3 separate regions of the Drosophila melanogaster genome follow, and all the other regions are linked to region 2. The links are chromatin contacts, called in public Hi-C maps. All regions are on one chromosome and are shown on one strand. Each heading gives the region's core, a stretch centred on a gene start, on an enhancer-like site or on the middle of the called end of the contact. The rest is flanking DNA. Distances are from core to core; before and after follow the strand shown.

Evidence for each region. A called contact is a pair of places that touch in the nucleus more often than the background predicts.
Region 1: a Hi-C map of the Kc167 cell line shows a contact between it and region 2, with 2.7 times the contacts expected there. The contact joins the promoter of swa here to the promoter of pcx in region 2. A contact is called at or near these places in 3 of 107 Hi-C or Micro-C datasets (the Kc167 cell line, embryo and wing imaginal disc).
Region 3: a Hi-C map of the Kc167 cell line shows a contact between it and region 2, with 3 times the contacts expected there. The contact joins the promoter of Coq7 here to the promoter of pcx in region 2. A contact is called at or near these places in 9 of 107 Hi-C or Micro-C datasets (the D17-c3 cell line, the Kc167 cell line, the S2 cell line and 4 more).

What each region holds. Positions count from the first base shown.
Region 1 is chrX:6,363,695-6,367,671 of dm6, forward strand. It overlaps swa (swallow), which reads right to left and starts at 2,014. Exons shown (of 3, transcript NM_078505.4): 1 at 1,632-2,014; 2 at 611-1,450; 3 at 1-522. The coding sequence starts at 1,902. Marf (Mitochondrial assembly regulatory factor) reads left to right here and starts at 2,255. Exons shown (of 8, transcript NM_206635.3): 1 at 2,255-2,377; 2 at 2,939-3,469; 3 at 3,665-3,954. The coding sequence starts at 3,163.
Region 2 is chrX:2,223,835-2,228,186 of dm6, forward strand. pcx (pecanex) reads left to right here and starts at 1,462. Exons shown (of 10, transcript NM_001272254.2): 1 at 1,462-2,029; 2 at 2,072-2,393; 3 at 2,448-3,398; 4 at 3,488-4,352. The coding sequence starts at 1,877. CG14052 reads left to right here. Exons shown (of 3, transcript NM_001272252.1): 1 at 1-34; 2 at 104-171; 3 at 426-1,135. The coding sequence starts at 17. The coding sequence ends at 831.
Region 3 is chrX:6,769,955-6,773,705 of dm6, forward strand. Coq7 (Coenzyme Q7) reads left to right here and starts at 1,271. Exons shown (of 3, transcript NM_143710.3): 1 at 1,271-1,419; 2 at 2,273-2,769; 3 at 2,833-3,085. The coding sequence starts at 1,416. The coding sequence ends at 2,991. It overlaps sov (small ovary), which reads left to right. Exons shown (of 7, transcript NM_132120.2): 7 at 1-758. The coding sequence ends at 343. It overlaps shf (shifted), which reads right to left. Exons shown (of 8, transcript NM_132121.3): 5 at 3,107-3,295; 6 at 2,051-2,146; 7 at 1,783-1,980; 8 at 1,509-1,705. The coding sequence ends at 1,662.

The sequences.
Region 1 (3,977 bases), core at 764-3,263, 4.1 Mb after region 2:
TTTGGTCAACGAACTCCTCCTCGGGCATCGCAGGCAAACCATCCTTGTATGTGACATTGCTGCGGTTCAATGGATCACCATTACGGCAGCGAACGCAGGGCCCCAGGAATCGTAGCATCCGACTGCCCAGTGTCGTCCTTTTACTCCTAAAGTGGTCATGCGCCTCCAAATGCGACATCGACATCGAGTGGACCAGCAGACGCGTCTGACTATCGTTGATGCTCTGATTATGAATGGTGTCATGGCTCTGATTGCGCCCCTGACTGATATTGAAGCCCATCACCTCGATGACTCGGTTGTTGCGCTTGTCAAAGTAGTACATGCCCTCATGCTGGCCCCATTGCCTGGGCGAGATGAGCTCCCCCTGTTGTTCCCACTGCCGCCTGGAGCTGGGTCGCTCCTCCTCGTGCGCCTCCACCTCGATGGCCGAGTCGTTGCTGCTCGGCTGGCTGGTTTCCGAGTTGTTGGGCGCCGGGGTTCTTCTGACCAAGGCCCTGGATGAGGTTTCCACACGATGTTCGCCTTGAATAGAAACCAACAAAAATCCATGTTAGTCAATCTTATTCGAAATAATCTACAGATCTAATAAAATAGCATTGCGATTGCTTACCACTACCGCTGCCATCAGCTTCGGTGCTAACGCTGCTAAAGTCCAAAGATTGTGGATGAATCGCGCGTTGGACCTGGACGGGATTCTGGGCCACTCGGGCAGAAGGCGCCACACTGAGCAGTGCCAACTCGATGGATCCTTTGCTGCTGTTGTAGGTCAGGTCGCCCAGGGGATGGGGTGTGACCAGGACGTTTCCGGAGGCGGGTATGGTGTCCACCAGGAAATCCGTTTGAGTGGCCTTGGCACTGGTCGCCGATCGAATGTGGTACATGAAGTGGTGCTGTGAGTTGTCCTGCTGGCGCCTAAGCTTCTGCTGGCATTCGCTTAGCTCGGTGCGCAGGGTCTCGAAATTGCACTTCATCTTCACAAAATCATCTGTCTTTCTGTCCAGTCGTTCCTGGACATACTCGTTGAAGCCCTGCAGACGCTTCGCTTCTACTCTCAATGAGTTGATCTTTTGCTGCAGGCTCTCGTTCTCGGCCAGCAATCGATCAAAGCTGCTGCTAGAGTTGTTTGAATTGGAATTGTAATTCGAATCGGAGTTGGAGTGAGTCTGGCAGTTTTTGTCCACCTTGAAGTCACCATCATGGACATACACCTGCTGCAATGTGGGCGTTAGACTCTCCGGCATAGAGTTCACTCGCTGGAATCCGGCGAACTTCACATTGCGTCTCTTTTGGTCCTGCGCCTGGATCTCCGCTATGTACTGGCCCACCTTGCTGGTCACGTGCTGGAAGCGGCGCTTCGTGTAGGCCGAATGGATGTCCTGGTAAGAGACCGCCTTGCTGGAGCGCCCGCTGCCCAATGGAGCCTTCTCGCAACCCAGTTTATGATCATCGCCTGGTTGAATAAGAAAGGATACATGTTAGCACTAGCTAATTGACTGTGCCCATTGAATGAAGTACCCATTATACATCGAGACATGGAAGTACCAAAATTATACATATATGAGATATGTTTGATGGGAATATTTCTCCCATTGTAGTTAAGCAAGTGTAGAGAGAGAGCGAACACTTCTTACCATCGACATCCTCATCATAGTCGTCCTCATCCTCCTGATCACGACCCACGGGATCGCTTACGCATGTCTTGGCGCTCTTGTTGGCCACATCCCCATCCGCATCAAAGTCTGGATCCGCGTAGCAGATCTCCAAAAATGGCGCTGTATCCCGCTCGAAGACTGCGGGCTTATGGTGCTCCGCGAACCAGGTATTCCTGGCGCCACTGCTACTCAAATTGTTCAGCTGGTCAAACAGCTCGTCCGTCGGAAAACTCTCGTCCTGTAGACTCATCGCTTTTTATGCGGAAATCCGAAAAGCGGGGGAAATAATACAATTAACACGAGACACAAAATTACACGCGGATTCCAATTGGAGCGGGAAAGGCGCCGTTACATTCTGGCTAACTGGAAACTGGCTAGTGTGACCATTTCCAATCAGTGAAAATCATTGTCAGGGTAAATTCTATTTTTAAATTAGACAAAATTTAAATTAGACAATAAAAATAAAAATAAGCTAGGTGGTAGTAATTGAAAAAAATTAATTTCAATTAAATATGGCAGCGAATTGAAAAAATACCATATTAAGCTTTCGACTGGCATAAAAATATACTAGACATGGGAAGGCATAAAAATGCACTAACGCCGGATGTCAGCGAACAACATGAGTTGGTCACCTTAACGTTACATCATGTGCATTTAAAAAAAATTAATAATATTAACTAAATTTCGTGAAATTGCTTCTCTGCAACTGGATTCTAGTCGGCAATGTACGGTTATTGGAAGTTCGAACCACGCTTTCCACAATTTGCCATTTGAAAACGCATCAGCTGAGGGGCAGCAATTAAAAGAATCGAACAACCGGAGAGGAAAATAAATACAAATATAAAATAAAACAAATACAAATATGAGCGAGAGTGGCATTAATCAGGTTAGTTGATAGAGCGAGAGGGCAGATTAAACTTTATCAACTCGATTTACGCACACAGATGTAAATTGTCAGAAAAAAGAAAAACCAAAAACATTAGATTATTATACTTTTTTCGCCTATATTTGTTTGCAGCGCAATTGGACCACGTGTGTGTGTGTGCGTGCAATTTGCGTTGCGGTATTTTCCTTTTCGCCAAATACAGTGCACTCTCGACATAGCGAACAACAAATCAATAGTTTATGTTCTCTCTAAGATATACTTAGCAAACACATGCTTGATTTTGTAGCGCACATTTTGTTTAACACTTAAACCACTCAAGTTGAGCTTATCTGGTGCGCACTGTATTCAATCGTTTTGTTTTTTCTTTCGTGTCATAATTTTTCATTTAATTTCGTTTCAGTTTTATGACGTTGATTTTTGAGCAAATACCCCCAAAAGCAATATAACACACAATAAACAGAGATAGTTAAGTTTTGAGTTTCGGGTTGGCGGCGAAGTTGCAGAAGTTGGAAGTCTGAACAACCAAATCCCCTGGGCTGCATACCTTTTGTTTTGTATCGCAATTCTCTTCTTCTACCAAAAAACCATCTGCTAAACCGAATCAACCATAAACCGGATCCCGAAATGGCGGCCTACTTGAACCGCACCATCTCGATGGTGACCGGGCAAACGGGCCCCGCCGACGACGACCGTCACGCCTCCTCCACGGACACGGTGGACAAATCCGGACCCGGTTCCCCGCTATCCCGGTTCAACTCATCGCTGCAACAATCCGGCTCCACAATGGCCGCCAATCTGCTACCGGAATCGCGGCTCTATCAATCCAACGACAAATCACCGCTCCAGATCTTTGTGCGCGCCAAAAAGAAGATCAACGATATCTACGGCGAGATCGAGGAGTATGTCCATGAGACGACCACCTTTATCAACGGTGAGTTATGTATTATATTTTTAAAATACCCAACAGAAGCCAATCCTTGAACCTCTATGTTGCATGGTATTCGATAAGAACGATTATGATTCAGTTCATCGTTTTACAAGGGAAATGGTGAAATTTTGATTCTTATCTAACATCTATTGCCTTTGGCGAAATACCCAGTTAAACCAATGTTCGTTGCTCTTTCAGCCCTGCACGCGGAAGCGGAGATCGTGGACAAGGCGGAACGGGAGCTGTTCGAAAGCTATGTGTACAAGGTGGCGGCCATTCGCGAAGTACTGCAGCGGGATCACATGAAGGTGGCCTTCTTTGGACGCACCTCCAACGGCAAGAGCTCGGTGATTAATGCCATGTTGCGCGAGAAGATCCTGCCCAGCGGCATTGGGCACACCACGAATTGCTTCTGCCAAGTGGAGGGCAGCAATGGCGGCGAGGCGTATCTTATGACAGAGGGCTCCGAGGAGAAGCTAAATGTGGTGGTAAGTGGGCTACTCAGCTCTCC
Region 2 (4,352 bases), core at 212-2,711:
TCTCAAGCCAAGCGATATGGATAACCGCAGTTTGGTGAGTGGCGACCGGGTATTGCAACTACACAAGGATTACACCCGATATCCGTGCTCCCTCTATTCGCAGCTCCTGAGGCTCTCAATTGTGGTGGCGCTGGTGTTGCTTCTCGTCTGCGTGCCGGAAACGGATGCGGGGTATGGATTATCATGGGGACTACTGGGCCAGATAGAGGATACATCGCGGCACAGGCCCCTTAACTTAAAGCGTCATTCAGATTAACGAACATTTTACAACTTCAAATCATAGAAAGCCAATCACTCTCGCTAAATAATTTCAAACGAACTTAGCTAAAATATTTAACTTAAGCTATATTAATAATCTTCCAAACGAAAAGTGTATGGAATCAAATAATTTATTAGGTTAAAAATGTATTTGCTATCCTTTTCAGGGGCCACCAGAAAAAAAAGAAAATCGTGATCCACGTGCCCATTCACAAGAAAATCGAAACGCACATACACACCGTGGTGAAACACGTGCACCACCACCACAAGCCACTCGTCCTAAAGGAGGAGAAGAAGGTGATCCACGAGGACCACCGACCCATCCAGATTCACCAGACCAAGGAACACATTCACCACCACGAGAAGCACGATCACCATGATCACCACGACCACCACGACCATCATGACCACCACGAGCACCACCACCCACTTCCGCCTCCGGTGGCGCCTCCAGCGCTGCCGGAACTCGAAGAGGAGGAGGAGCACATCCACCACCACCACAACTATGAGCACAGGGGCGGACTGCGAGACGACTTCATTGGCGGTGACGGGAGCAGCAGTGAGGAGCGCTGACTATGCAGCGCCCATGTGGGGGCGCAGACTGACCGGATGCGGCAGACGTGGACCGATCGATCGGATCATCCCGGATTCTTGTGATTCCCTAGATACGTACGCACTCTTTTTGTTTTTTTTTTTTTTCTAGCCTAATGGAAATGTGAACGGAAATAAAGTTAAATCGGAGGAAGGACTTAGTTTTAGAGAAGTGTTAAGGGCAACCAAAGACAAGGTTATTCATATTAGTTTTTTAGCCTTGCCATTATTTACTAAGTTAGGCTCTACGTAATGTTAGTAACGGGGTTTGGTAGTTTTAGCCCTTAAAACATTTATTTCTTTTGAATAAAATTGTACATTCATGGATATATAATTTACTATTAATAAATATGTTTTATATTACACTCAATTAATCGCTGTTAAAACGTATAAAAAGTTTACGAAAATTGAAGGTAATTTCATAAGAAATTATTAAGTTAACAAATTTAATTAATGGTAATGTAAAAAAGTGTGTAAAAGAAAGAAAATTTTAAATTTAAATACCAGACTGCAGTGTTACCATTTTTCCTAGTAATATCGAAGTGCGATAGGGCCCGATAGGTTCGGGCCAATAATCGATGACAGGACAGGCTCTAAACAAAAGAAAAAAATTAAAATTACAGCAGGATTGCGAGCGATATTCGTTTTATCCCATTGCAGCATCATTGAGATCCCGGAAAACAAACAACGGCGTAACGCCAGTCCGGAGTTGGAGTGTTTCCAGAGGAGCCGCAGCATTGTCTCCTGTCCCACAGCTTTCCCTCAAAAAAACCAGCGACTCTGCCTTTGCCTTCCCCTCCGCCCCCGTTCACCACCCACGCTACCACCGCCTCCCAAGGCCTCGCCCGCAGACCACGCCCCCCGCCTGCAGCTTGGCAGGCTTACTCAGCAAATAAACAAACGGAAGAGTGACGAAGTGCAGCGGCAGCAGAAGCAGCAACTCCTACTGTGAGTAATCCGGAAGCTGGAGCAGCAAAAGCGTGGATCCTCATCCATTCGGCGGCTAAGCGATGCAGTATAGGCCACCATGGGTTCACAGACCTTGGAGATTCTGCGCCAGGGCGTGTGGGCCTCGCTGACCGGCGGTTACTTTTACGATCCGCATCAGGGTGTCTTCTGCAACGTGGTGCACCTTTACCTGTGGCTCTACCTGCTCTGCTCGCCCTTCGTGGCCTACCTGGTAAGTAGTGACCGAGTGTAGTCCTAAGTAGTCCGTTCATAGATCTTCTTGCAGTACTTTCCGAGCACTTGGTTGACATGGTGCCTGTATTGCGTGATAACGAGCTTAACCATACTGATGGTAAAGCTGGCCAATCTGGCGCTGCACAGGCTCTACGATCGCGCACAGACCATGTCCGAGGGGAACCTAAAGGGGCAGTTCGTGAAGGTCACCAAGGAAACGGAACCGCGCCACGACGACGAGGGCGGCATCGAGATGAAGGTCATCCGACCGGGCGGCTCACGCATTTCCGGCGAGCAGGCCATTAATGAAGCAAGCGAGGAGAACAGCATCATGTCCATCGACAACGTGAACAGCATTATTGGTGAGTGGTGCTTCTTGTGCACACGTGCTATAGCCTAAGAACTCCTCTTCGCAGATCTCAAGGTCGATGTGCATCGCAAGAACAGCTCGGAGTCCATTGAACTGATGTTCTACGCCCCATCCATGCTATCCGGCGGTAGCCAACAGGATCAACAATCGCTGGCTGGTTCCGCCAGCGTTAGCAAGTCCATTCGGAGTACAGGACCGGGCGGAAACTCGTCCACCAGCGCCGCCGCTCAAGCAGACATGTTCAACAAGTACCTCACTGTCTATCCGGAGGTTGTCGAGGCGGCTGGAAGCAGTGCGGGTAGCGCAGATGGAGGAAGTAGTGGTGGCGACAGTAGATCAGGCGCAGCAGTGAGTACACTGGGACATACAGGAGCGGGAACAGCACCAGCCCAGCACGTACGCACTGGACATCTGTCGCGCAAGTGTTCTGAGGTGTTTAGCCGCCGCCATCGACGACGTCTCGAACGGCAGAGCAGCTTGGACACAGCGGCGGCAGCTGCAAACTCCAACGCGGAAAACAAGTTGATGCGCAATCAGTCGGATACGATAGCCACAGCGGCACCCTCGTTCCTGCACTCTCAGCCAACGAACAAGGCGCGCGGTCAGACCAATCCGCGTCAGCACTTTATAACCAGCGCCCCATCAACAGGAATAGGCGGAGGAGATGCTCCCACTTCATCTACCGCCGTCGTTGTCATTGCCCCCGCCTCGAACTCATTGGTTAATCCTGGACGTTCCTCACGTCTGCAGCGCCACAGAAGTTCGGAGACGCATGACGAGCGGCTGAAGCACCAGAGCCGTGGTGGACTCTTCCAGCCCATTCTTCAACTTCCGCACCACAGTGCAGCCAGCAGCATCGGCGCACTGGCAGTGCTCGGTGGAGGAGGCAATGTTGCCGCAAATGATGTGGAAGACATGGAACTGGGCCTGGTTAGGAATGCGGGCAGCGGCGGAGTGGCGGATGCTTGTAGCCGGGCACTACAGTCCTGGATATTAGGTAAGCTGATACAATATCAGAACTCTTCATTGTCGTAGTTTAGAAATCTCAATAAATTAGTTTTAATATGTACTATGTTGCCCATTTAGATCCCTTTCCGGATGGGTACCTGGAGGACGATAGCTACACCAAATCTGATCTGGGCATTGAACAGCCACACCAGCCAACTTTCCGCACCCAGCATCGTCATCACCATCACCACCACCACCTGCATCATCACCTAGGAGGTGCAATCATTCGTAAGGATCCAACCAGCACAATGTCTGCACTTCAATTGGCTGCAGTCACCCAGCCAGGAACGGGAGGATCGGTAACAGGCGGTGGTGGAGCAGCAGGTGGAGGTGGATCTGCTGCTGGTATGAAGCGACGCAGACATTCCAACGCTACGAGCTACAAGCACGGCTCGAGCCAGAGCAACAAATCGTCTCTGGTGGGCGGCGGAGGTTCCAGGGGTCCGTCTGGAGAAGCAGGCACTTCCGGAGGGGCCGGAGGAACTGGTGGAGTGAGGCGCATTAAGAGCGCAGCCCTGGAGGTTCTGTGCCCGCAGCCCTCTGTATCCAATCTTAGTCCACACCCCAACAGCGTGGAGGCCATCTCGGGTCAACAACAGATGCGGAACCCTCTACCACCTCCTAGCAAAAGTCTGGTGCGAAACCAGCACCTTAACCTTTATCCTACGCAAGGCTATGGCGACGGAACTCCCTCCGCTGGAGGAGGAGGGCCTGGTAACAGCAGCACATGCAGCAGTCTCTTTTTCGGCAGCTCCAGCGCCTGCGGTTCCACAACAGCATTGATTGAACCTCCAGTATACCCCATAGTGGAGCACTCTGACGAGAAGACGGCGCACGAAGAACACGGTGATGATTGCTTGGGAATAGGACAAGGCAACGCCGACGATGACGATGAGGTGGACGACGTCCCGATCCGAAGAAGAACGCGGGCGTTAGGCTGCAG
Region 3 (3,751 bases), core at 21-2,520, 4.5 Mb after region 2:
GCTTGAGCTAGACGCTGAGCTAATGGCCAAGGCCCAGCGGCCACCCATTCCGCGTCTGCATATCAGACTCAAGTCGACCGGCGTTCAGATGCAGAGCCCCGAGGGGGCTGATGTGGAGAAACCTGTGTCGTTGTTGCGGATCACAAAGCGACGAAAAACGCTTAATCCTGGCGAATTGCTCCGCTCATTCCGCGAGGAGAATGAGGTACAGCCACAGCCACCGGCCTCTTCAACATCGTCGGGGACGGCTCCTTCTCCTGCGGCAGGTTCTGTGTTCAACCTGTTCAAGCGCCGCAACAGTCTCGTTGTCCGCCCAGCAACCAGCAACTTGGATCAACACTAACACCACAACATTATTATAATTTTTTTTTTTTTTTATTTCTTCTGGACCCCATTTATGCATATTTCGTACTAGTTTCAAACTATTTAAGCATTTTTTTTTTAAACATAATTATGAGATCATGTTTACTACATTTGTAAGATCAATAATGATAAGATAGGACTCTAACTGACAACGGCTTCAAATAATTAAACTATTGTTTTAACTGAATCAATTCATGTATTCTGGTATAACATGGCAAGGAATAAAGATGGACATGAACTAACTCTGATGCCAACGCCGTCTGAAAGCTCAAGGAAGCTGGGTTCGGAAAAATCGAAATTGAAATTTGACTGCTGGAATCGTTTAGAACTTTGATACGAAAAGCATTTTGGACAATTAGAACACGCATGATAAGTAAGAATCGATTTTGTTTAATAAAAACGACAGTGCGTCTATCCCAAGACCAGCAGTGTTGTACATACCGGCTTCCTGTTTATCAATCAGTTACTGCGACACTTGTAGAGCGAATCTCATGGTGTGGCGCTAGCATCACGCATTTGAATCCACCGCGCCACAATCTCCTAGCGGGTAGTTACCCGGGACGATTGTGGTAATTTTCATTGAGATACACATAGAATCCGCATTTAATGCTTTATGTTGCATCTCAGATCAATCACATATGTATATACATATATGTATGTAATTTGTGAGTTGCGGCACAGCTGATTGCGTTACTATCGGCTATCGTCGGATGATCGGTCAGGGCTGCAAATGTGTAAATAAATTCGTAGTGTTTTTGATCTAATCAAAACCATAAAGTTGAGATGTTCTATGGTGTTGCTGCTATCATTAAAATAATATGAAAATATAAAATAAATATATGAACAGTTTGAGTCAATGGTCAATGGCGTGACTCACGAACGTGGTGCGATACCGGTGGCAGGCACGTGAGGATGGCCCATCCCTGGATTGGATTGCGCAAAAATAAACAGAACGCAAATTGTTTTTGTGCTCGGCAATTCGGCGAATTGCACTTTACCTAATAATTTATTTATTCAACACAATACATCTCGTGGAAAGCTGCAAATTAGCAATGAGTAAGTAGACTGCACTCAGTGGCTCACAACTGACCCTCGAAATCTTCGCTAGATCACGACGCATTAACTCTTAGATTTTGTTTTTATTTAAAAATGTTATGTTAAATTACAAAAAAAATGTATCACAATTAGAATTATTTTCGTTTCTTCCTTTTGTCGCTGTTGCTGTTGTTCTTGTCGTGCTGGTTTAGTAGAAAAGTGAAAAGTTGATTGAATATTTTGGATCGTGTGCGCCGGTAGCCCTAGAACTTGGAGTCATCGTTTCGGTGGACATGTCGTCGCTTGCCTGAAAACGATGAGATTAGCAAATTTTTATAAGCCCATCCTGATCACCGGACATTCCAGGATCAACGCTGCACTTACGACCGTTGCAGTGGCGTCCATAGAATCCCGGATGGCACTTGCAGTGCTTGTGGGAGACGCAGGTGCCATTGCGACACTTGCAGATGGAGCGCTGCTTGCGCCCGATCTCGCAGTGATCGCCTCGTAGTCCGTTGGGGCAGCGGCACAGGTTGTTCCCGATGCACCGTCCCTCGTTCTTGCAGGGGATCACACACTTGGCTGTGAGGGAAATGGGTGGGCAAAGGTTCAGTGTTTCGCCTCGATAAGAGTTGAGCCGTTTGCTACTCACAGTACTCGCAACGCAGGCCGTAGTAACCCTTGGAGCACTGGCACTTGTCCTTCTGTATACACTTGCCGCCATTCAAGCACTTGTCCTTGCAAATACCTGTTGATTACAATGGGATACTATTAGTTGCGCGCCAGGCACATTTCATTCTTATATAATGCCCAGTTATCTTGCCCCAAGTGTACTTAATCATCGCGTATCGTATCACCCTCCTTTTCTACGCAGATGGAATGCTGAGAAGAGGTCTTAGCCGGCCCGAGCCACGCCTGCTCTCCAAGCGCTATCTAAGCTCAGCAACTGGAGGAGGATCAGCAGGCACGACCGAAGGAGGCAGCTCTGAAACCACCCCGCTGCGTCCACGTCCAAATGCGCTCACAGATGAGATTATACGCGTCGATCATGCCGGCGAATTGGGAGCAGATCGCATTTACGCCGGGCAAATGGCCATTCTGGGCAACGGACCGCTGGGCAAGACCATCGGACACATGTGGGAGCAGGAGAAAGAGCATCGTAAACAGTTCGAGCAGCTCATTCAACAGCACCGCGTGCGTCCAACGATCATGACGCCAATTTGGAACGTGGCCGGATTTGTGCTGGGCGCCGGAACCGCCCTCATGGGCGAAAAGGCAGCCATGGCCTGCACGGTGGCAGTGGAGACGGTGATCGTAGAACACTACAATGACCAGCTGCGTCAGATAATGGAGGCACCGAACCCGGATAAGGTAAGTACCATTTGCAACTGCCCCAAGCAACGGACGAAGTAACAACGTTATATGATTTTGCAGGAGCTGTTGGCCACCATCACCAAGTTCCGGGACGAGGAGCAGGAGCACCACGACACGGGCATTGATCACGGTGCCGAGCAAGCGCCCTTTTACCAGGCCATGACCGAGGTAATCAAGTTTGGCTGCAAGACGGCTATTGCCATCTCGAAGAAGATCTAGGCTGAAACAGTTGGGCCCCCTGTATATATCAAAATCAAATTATCTGTTCCGCTAAGCTAACCGTGTTAAGCATTAAAGATAGAGCTAAATGTCCATAATAGTCGCGTCTACTTACCACCTTCGCACTGCGTGCCCTGGTAGCCCTCCGGACAGGTGCAGACGGACGGCGCCGTGCAGTTACCGCCATTGAGACACTGCGGAAAACAGAAGGCCGTCTCGCAGTATTGGCCCGTGTAGCCCACGTTGCACTTGCAGATGTGGTGCTCGTTGCAGTACCCGTTCTTGCCGCACTTCAAGCTGCATTCTGGATCGGGAGCTTAAGTTTTTTTAGTTTAGTTCAATCGTTCGCATGTCACGAGGCATAAACACTCATTTTAACACTCATTTGGACTCACACTTAACGGAGCACATCGGAAGCACAAAGAGGGGCAGGTTCGAGTAGACAGTGGATACATAGATCATAGATAGATAGATACAAAAGCGGTTGGCGTGGGAGCAAAGGGTAGATCGTATCGAATTATATATTTTTTGCGGGCTATCAATCAATAATTTACTATCGAAAAATTTGGAACAAATTTGAAGAATTTTCGAATTCAAGAATGAATGCAATTAAATTTACAATTTCATATAACATATCTCATAAAGGCTATATAGTTCCTTGTGACTTGAATATGTGATAATGTCATTAGGTAGTTACTTTCGCCAGATTCTCTTTGATAGCCCGAGTAATTTAGTGCTGTGGAAAGAGTGAAGAGCTGGG